Linked DNA regions of Zea mays: region 1 is linked to region 2. Evidence: chromatin contacts called from public Hi-C data. All regions are on one chromosome and are shown on one strand. Each heading gives the region's core, a stretch centred on a gene start, on an enhancer-like site or on the middle of the called end of the contact. The rest is flanking DNA. Distances are from core to core; before and after follow the strand shown.

What was found. Hi-C and Micro-C count contacts between places; a contact is called where the count stands out from the background.
Region 1: a contact with region 2 is called in a Hi-C map of ear, with 2.8 times the contacts expected there. The contact joins the promoter of LOC100381273 here to the promoter of LOC100275376 in region 2. A contact is called at or near these places in 2 of 25 Hi-C or Micro-C datasets (ear and tassel).

Annotation. Positions count from the first base shown.
Region 1 is chr9:118,929,390-118,932,948 of Zm-B73-REFERENCE-NAM-5.0, reverse strand. LOC100381273 (chloroplast chaperonin 10) reads left to right here and starts at 1,571. Exons shown (of 6, transcript NM_001327846.1): 1 at 1,571-1,731; 2 at 1,844-1,894; 3 at 2,673-2,738; 4 at 2,835-2,882; 5 at 3,428-3,457. The coding sequence starts at 1,588.
Region 2 is chr9:118,749,013-118,752,777 of Zm-B73-REFERENCE-NAM-5.0, reverse strand. It overlaps LOC100275376, which reads left to right and starts at 1,786. Exons shown (of 1, transcript NM_001149464.3): 1 at 1,786-3,673. The coding sequence starts at 1,998. The coding sequence ends at 2,900.

The sequences.
Region 1 (3,559 bases), core at 322-2,821, 180 kb before region 2:
AAATGTTTTAACTCGTGCGGGTAACATGACAGATTTATTTTTGGTACGGACGGGCTGTAAGAAGGCACGGAGAACGCCATGTATAGAGTTCGACCCTTTTTACTCTAAAAATCTCTTCATTGCGGCCTTTTGGTCTATGACGTGATTGGGTGGCAGGTGATGTGGTTGACTGGTTGTATATGCTGTGGTGGCGGTGAAAATAAATGATATAAGATATATGATATTTGATATAAAGTAAATATGAATGTGAATAATTATGGTATATGATAGAGAGTCTTACTGGCAAGAACAAAATATTCCTTTTCAAGTAAAAATTTAGAGTAATATAAGTGTGGATAGCATGATACCTAACTTGTTTCCTCACGGCCTAGGGGGACAAGGGCAAGAGACAAGGCCAAAAGAAAGAAAGGAAAGAGAGCAAAAGGCCTGCTTCTCGACTCTGCAATTTCCTCTTTATCTCCTTTTCTTTTCCAATTTTAACTTTCCTTTCGTTCCAGCTGATCCATATATACGGTCCCCCGCCGGGCTTTTGAAGTTTGAGCAGCTGAATTTTCGTGACCCCACGCCACGCAGCCACGCTGCTGGAGTTCAGTGATCCAGTCGAGTCAAAAAAAAAAAAACTTGACGTGTCGATGAACGTAAACAAATTTGTTGTGGTCATTGACCGATGGCAAACACTTTGATGCAAACTCTGCTCTGCGGCTCAATTCTGTACTGTACCAACGCGAACGGCAGCAGCTAGCGCACCTCGGTGAACATGATGGAAGACTGGTCGTCCTATCTTCTTCCGTCGGATACATGCTGCTCTCTTGGGTCCGCCCACGCCTTCCTCGCCTCGGCGCTGCGCTTCGTCATGCATGCCGCGCGCAGTGCCCCCCTGCCCTCCGCTAGCTGAGCTAGGCGCTCTTTATTTGCATCATCACGTACGCACACGCAACCGTCGTGCAGATATGCAACGCCAAGCCACGCCACGCACCGCGCCTACTACTGGAAATCACGAGACGCATCACACGCACATTGCCGACTGCCGACTGCGGCGGAGTCGTTCCGCGAGCCCGGCCCATGCAGCGGCCGCCGGGAGCCCGGGACCTTGACAAGCAGCAGGAATCGCCGGAGAAGTCAACGTACATGAGGAGCTAGCAGGAGAGCATATACCTGCACCTCGTTTCCCAGAAATTGACGAACGAGCTAAGATTCAACGACTAACAACACTCTTGCGGAATGCAGACCAAGGTGATGAGAGGCGCAGCGCAACCAAGAAAACTTGCGTCGTTCCACGCCCATTGTTCTACGGAGCACAATTAGACATCACATCAGTCAGGCCCATTGTTCTATCAGGCCAGCACCAATTATAATGGGGCCGAAACGAAACGATGTCGGTGCTAAAGCCCCTCCACCTCCTTACGATTTCAGCCCATTTCGAGATAAGGGCACCCCAAAAAATTATGGGACCATCGAGAAGGAATCCACCCTTGACTCCAACAGCCAACAGCAGATAAGGAAACGCACGCGCCGCGACGCAACTATCAAGCCATTCGTCCCTGTGGAAGTTTCCACACTCCCTTCCCTTCCCTTGTACCCACTCCAATGGCGCCCTCCCTCCTGGCCGCCGTCTCCGCCTCGCCCTTCCTCCTACCCGGCAGCAGCGGCATCAGCCGCAGGCCACTGGGCGCTGCCCCAACCCGCCGGGCCGGACTGCGCGTGGCCGCGCTTAAGTACGACCCTGCTAAGGTGGGTGGGCTCGCTGCTGTGATTATGCGCTCTGCTTTCTTGTCTTCAAGGTATTTTAGATCGGATTCGTGGTGTATGTCTAACGGTGTGGCGTTTTTTTTTTGAGGGGCAGGTGGCACCGCAGAACGACCGGGTGCTCGTCCGTCTTCAGCAGATCCCTGAGGTCTCTCCGCTATCCACAGCGTTCCATTATTGTACATTTGTTCTCCTGTTTTGTTTTATTTAGATTTGTTCGCTGATAATTGTTGGTTTGCTGCTCTCGCTTCAACATTTCAAGTGGAACAATACATTCAGCGTAACACTCCGTGTAAACATTCAGTGTATGAGTCACTGTATATCAGAAAAAAAATACAGGAAGTCTTCGATTTAAAAAGGCCAGGATTAGTAATTTAAACTTTAGGAATTTCCATTAGGAGTTGGAGTTGACAGAGAAGAGAAGGGGCAATTCGTTCATTTCTCTCTCCAGTTCACATGTATTGGGATGGAATGGGTCTGTTCAAACAAGCCTAAGCACGGCGAAGTTAATACCCTAAGCGTGGTAGTTACTCTGCCTTGAGAGTTGAGAGCAACTCCCGCCACTTTCGTTTTGAAATGTCTTTGGGAAGTCTGAGTTTATTCAAGAAGTGGTATGATTGATTTACTGAAGATAACACACATGTATTTCCCCCAACCTACAATTGCACTAATTTGTTTTACTGCACCGCATAGAGATATTGCAGTGCTCCTATTATTAAGTGTGGTTAGTTTGACATGTTAGCAGGGCCCTGTCATTTATAAAGGTTAGAAGCAACTGTTGCACCCTTCCTTTTCTGGAGTTGAATTACCATACAATCCTATGAAACTGTATTACAGGAGTACACATACGCATATCACTGATGAAGGTTTTTAGAAGTTGATACTTGTATATAGTTCATTGTTCTGACAACTTTTTATTCGTGCAGAAATCTGCTGGTGGTGTATTGCTACCGAAATCTGCTGTTAAGTTTGAGAGGTATCTGATGGGTGAGGTAAGATCTTAAAGCCACTACTAACTGTTTCTGTAATAATTGTTAATTTCAGCAGGATATTGTCCCACAATATTGTATCGTTCTCGTTCATGCTAGATTCTATCGGTTGGTGCTGATGTTAGTGAAGTTGAGGCTGGGAAGAAGGTAAGCAGTGATTTTGTGACATAACTCTTATTGGTGCATGACCAAACACTCACTTGTGCCAACGAAAAGCATTTTGTGCTTTGCATGTGAAATGTATTTATATTTTAGACATCGATCTATTATATGATTGCACGTTGTGCTTTGTGGTTTCTTGTTTTCTGTAATCTTACCATTCTATTTTATTGCTTATCTTGGATGAAGGAACTAAGTGAAAATTTTGGACATATGAACTGTAGTGTAATTATGTAAATGAATGTGCTATGCTTACTTGAGTAGAACGAAGAGTGGTTATGTTTTTGAAACAAATACATTGTGCTAACTTGCAAGCTGCAACCATTATGGCACTGTCTGCTACTGAAATCTGCCTGCTGCAAACTCTGAAAATAAACATGCTTTATTTTGGTACTGCCCTTGTCTATTTTGCTCTGCATTGGGTATTGTTATTGTGTCAAGTCTTACAGTTTTGCATAGTTTGTCATATATGTATTTTTACTGAAGTACAATGCTCATCATGAAGAATACTCTAACCTGGTTTGCACTTGCAGGTTCTCTTCTCAGACATCAATGCTTACGAGGTAAACTGACTGATTTCTGCTTAACTAAAAAAGTTTTGTGGCCTTGTCCTGAGCGGATGAGCCCCACATTTTATGAGTCAGCTTATATGGCTTAGCTCATTG
Region 2 (3,765 bases), core at 537-3,036:
GTTTTTCTAATATTAATTTTAAGGTTAGTTTAAGGCTTCTTTTAAAGTTGTTTTTAGAGTTGTATCATATGATCTCTTAAATATCCCTTGTATTTGGAAACGAATACTGCTCTCCAAGATAACTGCTTGCATGGTGCAGTATTTACGCCTCTAAAGTCCAAAGTGCGGCCATAGATCTTGTTCCAGCACTAGCATCACGATCGCGACAGGTAACATAAGCAATTAGTGCTTGTTTAATTTGAAGACTAGAAAACCTGTCTAGCCCAGACTGACATCCAATTTTGGATGCCCAAGGCTAGATTGATCTGTCAGGCTAGGGCGGCAACCAAACAAACCCCGTTATTACTAGCAAGCAGTAGGGGTACTTGTTACCACCGTCGATCAATATTGGTCGGAAATTTTTGCGCGGCTCACATTACGCGCTGCTACTAGCTGTGGTCTACGGACTTGGCAGCGATGCCTGCAAGCTTTGAACTGCACAAACAAAATGTGGACAGGCGGTCGGAACAGCCGATGACCATAGTATATCCATATGGTGACGTACACGTGCTCCTAACAATGGCCTAAAAATCCAGTTTGGGCGAGCTTTTTCAGGCCTTGAAACTTTCAGCAACGAGAGGACGGATCAAGACCTGATTAGTAGGAGCACATTTGTTCCGACTGTCAGGTCACGTACGCCGGCAACGCCTTCACCGGAAACGCTAGTAGATAACGTGTATATATATGGCTCCTAGTTACACAGTGTCGTGTTCTTAGGATGACTAATCCAGCCTGCTCGAGATGCGTGGACTAATCAAAATCAGAACAATATATATTGTTAGAGTATAATTGAACTGTTTATCTCGATCTCTATCAGCTTAGGTCTTTGGATTGAACTATCGGTATAGAACTAGAGATAGAGTTCTCGAGTTCCAATCCTGCTTAGCGTAATTAGATAAAATAATTATCGTTCACTCATGTTTCACGTCGAGAGAGAGCCTGTCCTAAGTTTAAGCTTTCGATGAGTTGTCCACTTTTTCTATAAGCTTATAAACCTGATCAAAAACACAAATCTACAGCTTCTCTCTAGCTATAAGGTTAACCTTCTGAGTTGAGAACATGAATCCGGTCCCAAGATTAAAACGCGCGAGAGGGGAGCGGGTGGAGGTGATTAAAAGCCGGCGCCTATGATTCCTTCTCCTCACTAATAAGCACACATTATGTGTCCTGTACTGTCCCCGTCGTATTCAATTTGTCCGTCCGTGACACCGGGGGGGGGGGGGGGGGGGGGGGGGGGGGCAATAAATCCTGTGCATATGGACGTCCTATATACCTCTACCGGGCAATGACTCCGTTTAAACGGTTTCCCGTTTTAGCCGCGTGTTAGGACCGGCATGCAATTCATCCACATGTTTAGGGTGGCTTTTGTTTTAGGCGGCGCAGTACATTTGAGGAAATAATCGATGCAGAACAGTGTGATTTTCCATAGAGCTAGCCCCGTGTTCCGAGGTGGATGGACATTATGGTCATGGATGAATGAATTTTGTTCGTTCGCTAGACCGCAATTGTTTGAAGTGGAATTTGTCGAGAGATTGCTACTTCTTGTCTTGTTAGTGAAAATGGAAGAGTTGATTTTTATTTTGTTTTTATTTTAAAAAATGAACCTGGAAGTTGAACTAGACTAGCCTGCGCCGTAGTCCCACCGTTTGGTTCCGACCTCCGACTCCGAGTCCCGGCCACACGCGCCCCACCCCGTCCTTCTCTCCCCCCAAAATAAATCTCAGCCCAACCACTCCTCCCATAGGCATAGCGTACACCAGCGCACAGGCCGACAGGCGCAAGGGCAGCGCCAAGGAAAACCCGAGCTACCCTGCGGTACAACGCCGCTGCTACAAAGGCTACACCAAAATCCAAAACCCAACCAACAAACCAACCAACCGCGCTGCTCCTGTCTCTTGCGCCTCGCGATCTGCCTCCGTTCCTTCCTTTCTCCCTCCCGGCGTGATGAGCGGTGGGAGATGAGGTGCAAGCTCCACCCTTACGCCAACCCCGTGGGCGTGTGCGCGCCCTGCCTCCGCGACCGCCTCCTCGCGCTCGCCGCCGAGCGCGCCCAGGCCGCCGAGGCCAGCAGCGACGGGGGCTGCGGGAGCAGCAGCTGCGGCAGCCCGCCTCCGCCCCTGCACCTGCACCTGCCCACGCGCGCGCGGCGCCACCAGCAGCACGGCCACGCCGAGGGAAGGGCCGGGGGCTTCCCGCGCTCCGTGTCGCCGTACGCGCAGCACCGGCGCTCCGACGCCTGCGCTTCCTCCGGCTCCGGGTACCAGCCGAACCTCCTCTTCTTCCGCACGCCGCAGGTCGGGCCCGCCGCGGCCGCCTTCCGCGCCGACGAGCCCGGGGAGGAGACCGGCGGCGGCGGCGGCAAGAGGAAGGCCGCGCCGAGAAGGTCCTTTCTGTCGGCGATCTTTGGCGTCAGGCGGCACGGACGACGGGAGGAGGCAGTAGTCAGGAAGGACCCTCCCCGGCGGTCCACCTCGTGGCTCTCGGCGATCATCCGCCGCAAGCGGAGGCCGGCCGACTTGCCCGCAGCCGCGTCCTTCCCGGACGAGGAGCCCGAGTCCCCCGGAGGCAGCAACAGCACCGGCAGCTGGTGGTTCCCCTCGCCGTCGCCTGCAAGGCAGCAGCAGCACCGCCGCCGGCACGGCGGCGGCGCTGGCGCCAGCGGGGACGGGATCTCGGGGTTCGCCGTGTGCCTGAGCCCGCTCGTCCGGCCCAGCTCCGCCGGCGGCCGGCGCCGGTGCCAGCCGCCGGACCCCTCCGCGCTGGGAGGAGACAGCCACCGGCGACACGCGTCTGCCGGCGGCGCCGCGTCGTTCGGCCGCAACGCGTCCCGGAAGCTCGCCGATATGGGTAGGTTCCGATGACGCTTCCTCGCCGCCGTCGTCGTCGGCGCCGGCCAGAGTTCCTCTTTCTTTGTTATTATTATTATTATTATTATTTTGTTAATCTCGAAGATGATATGATGATGTTTGTTTAGTACAGTACTAGTAGCACTTAGCGCCTAGCTAGGCAGCCAAACTTGTTGGAAGAAATTCAATGGTTATTCGGATGGCCTGCTTTGGTTTGTACTCCTACTAGCCCAAGTTTGGAGCGGCACACATTAGTCGGCGATGACAGTGTATTAGCTAGCTTCAAGAGTTTTAAGGAATTCTTTGTGTGAGCTTGGAGTTTTGTTTGCGAGGAAGATGTCAAACACGGCGACCTGGGGATATCAGCTCCGCTGAACTCTGACCAGCGACTTCAATTTTGTCCGCTGCCGCGCGGCGCGACTGCCGAGGTGATTTAATTTGTTTTATCGGGAGATGGGTTCGTTTGTGCGCTGCGGCCTGCGGCGGCGTTCGCTCGCGCTCATCATTCAACTCCCGCAGGCCGGAGGTAGTTGTCAGTTGCGGCGCTGGCCTCCGTCGGTTGGACTTGGATCCTTCCTCTTCCGTCAGCACTGTACTTGTGCTCCGCCTTCGGTGGTAGCAGTATATTCTTCAGACATGAATCAGGAATTCAGGCCTCGATTTGGGGACGCTACCTGCTACCGTCGGGATTCGTTAACTATGTGTATATATTCGTTAACTATGTGTATATATGATTATGAGCTGCGGATTTATTTTTGAATGATTATATGCGCTGTGGATTAGTACTGATGAGTGGTAGCCAGACCATGAACAACCTTGCCGTGCGGCGACAAGGTCAGACGGACTACGCTCGCTCGCGTCGCTCCATGCTTGCACGACA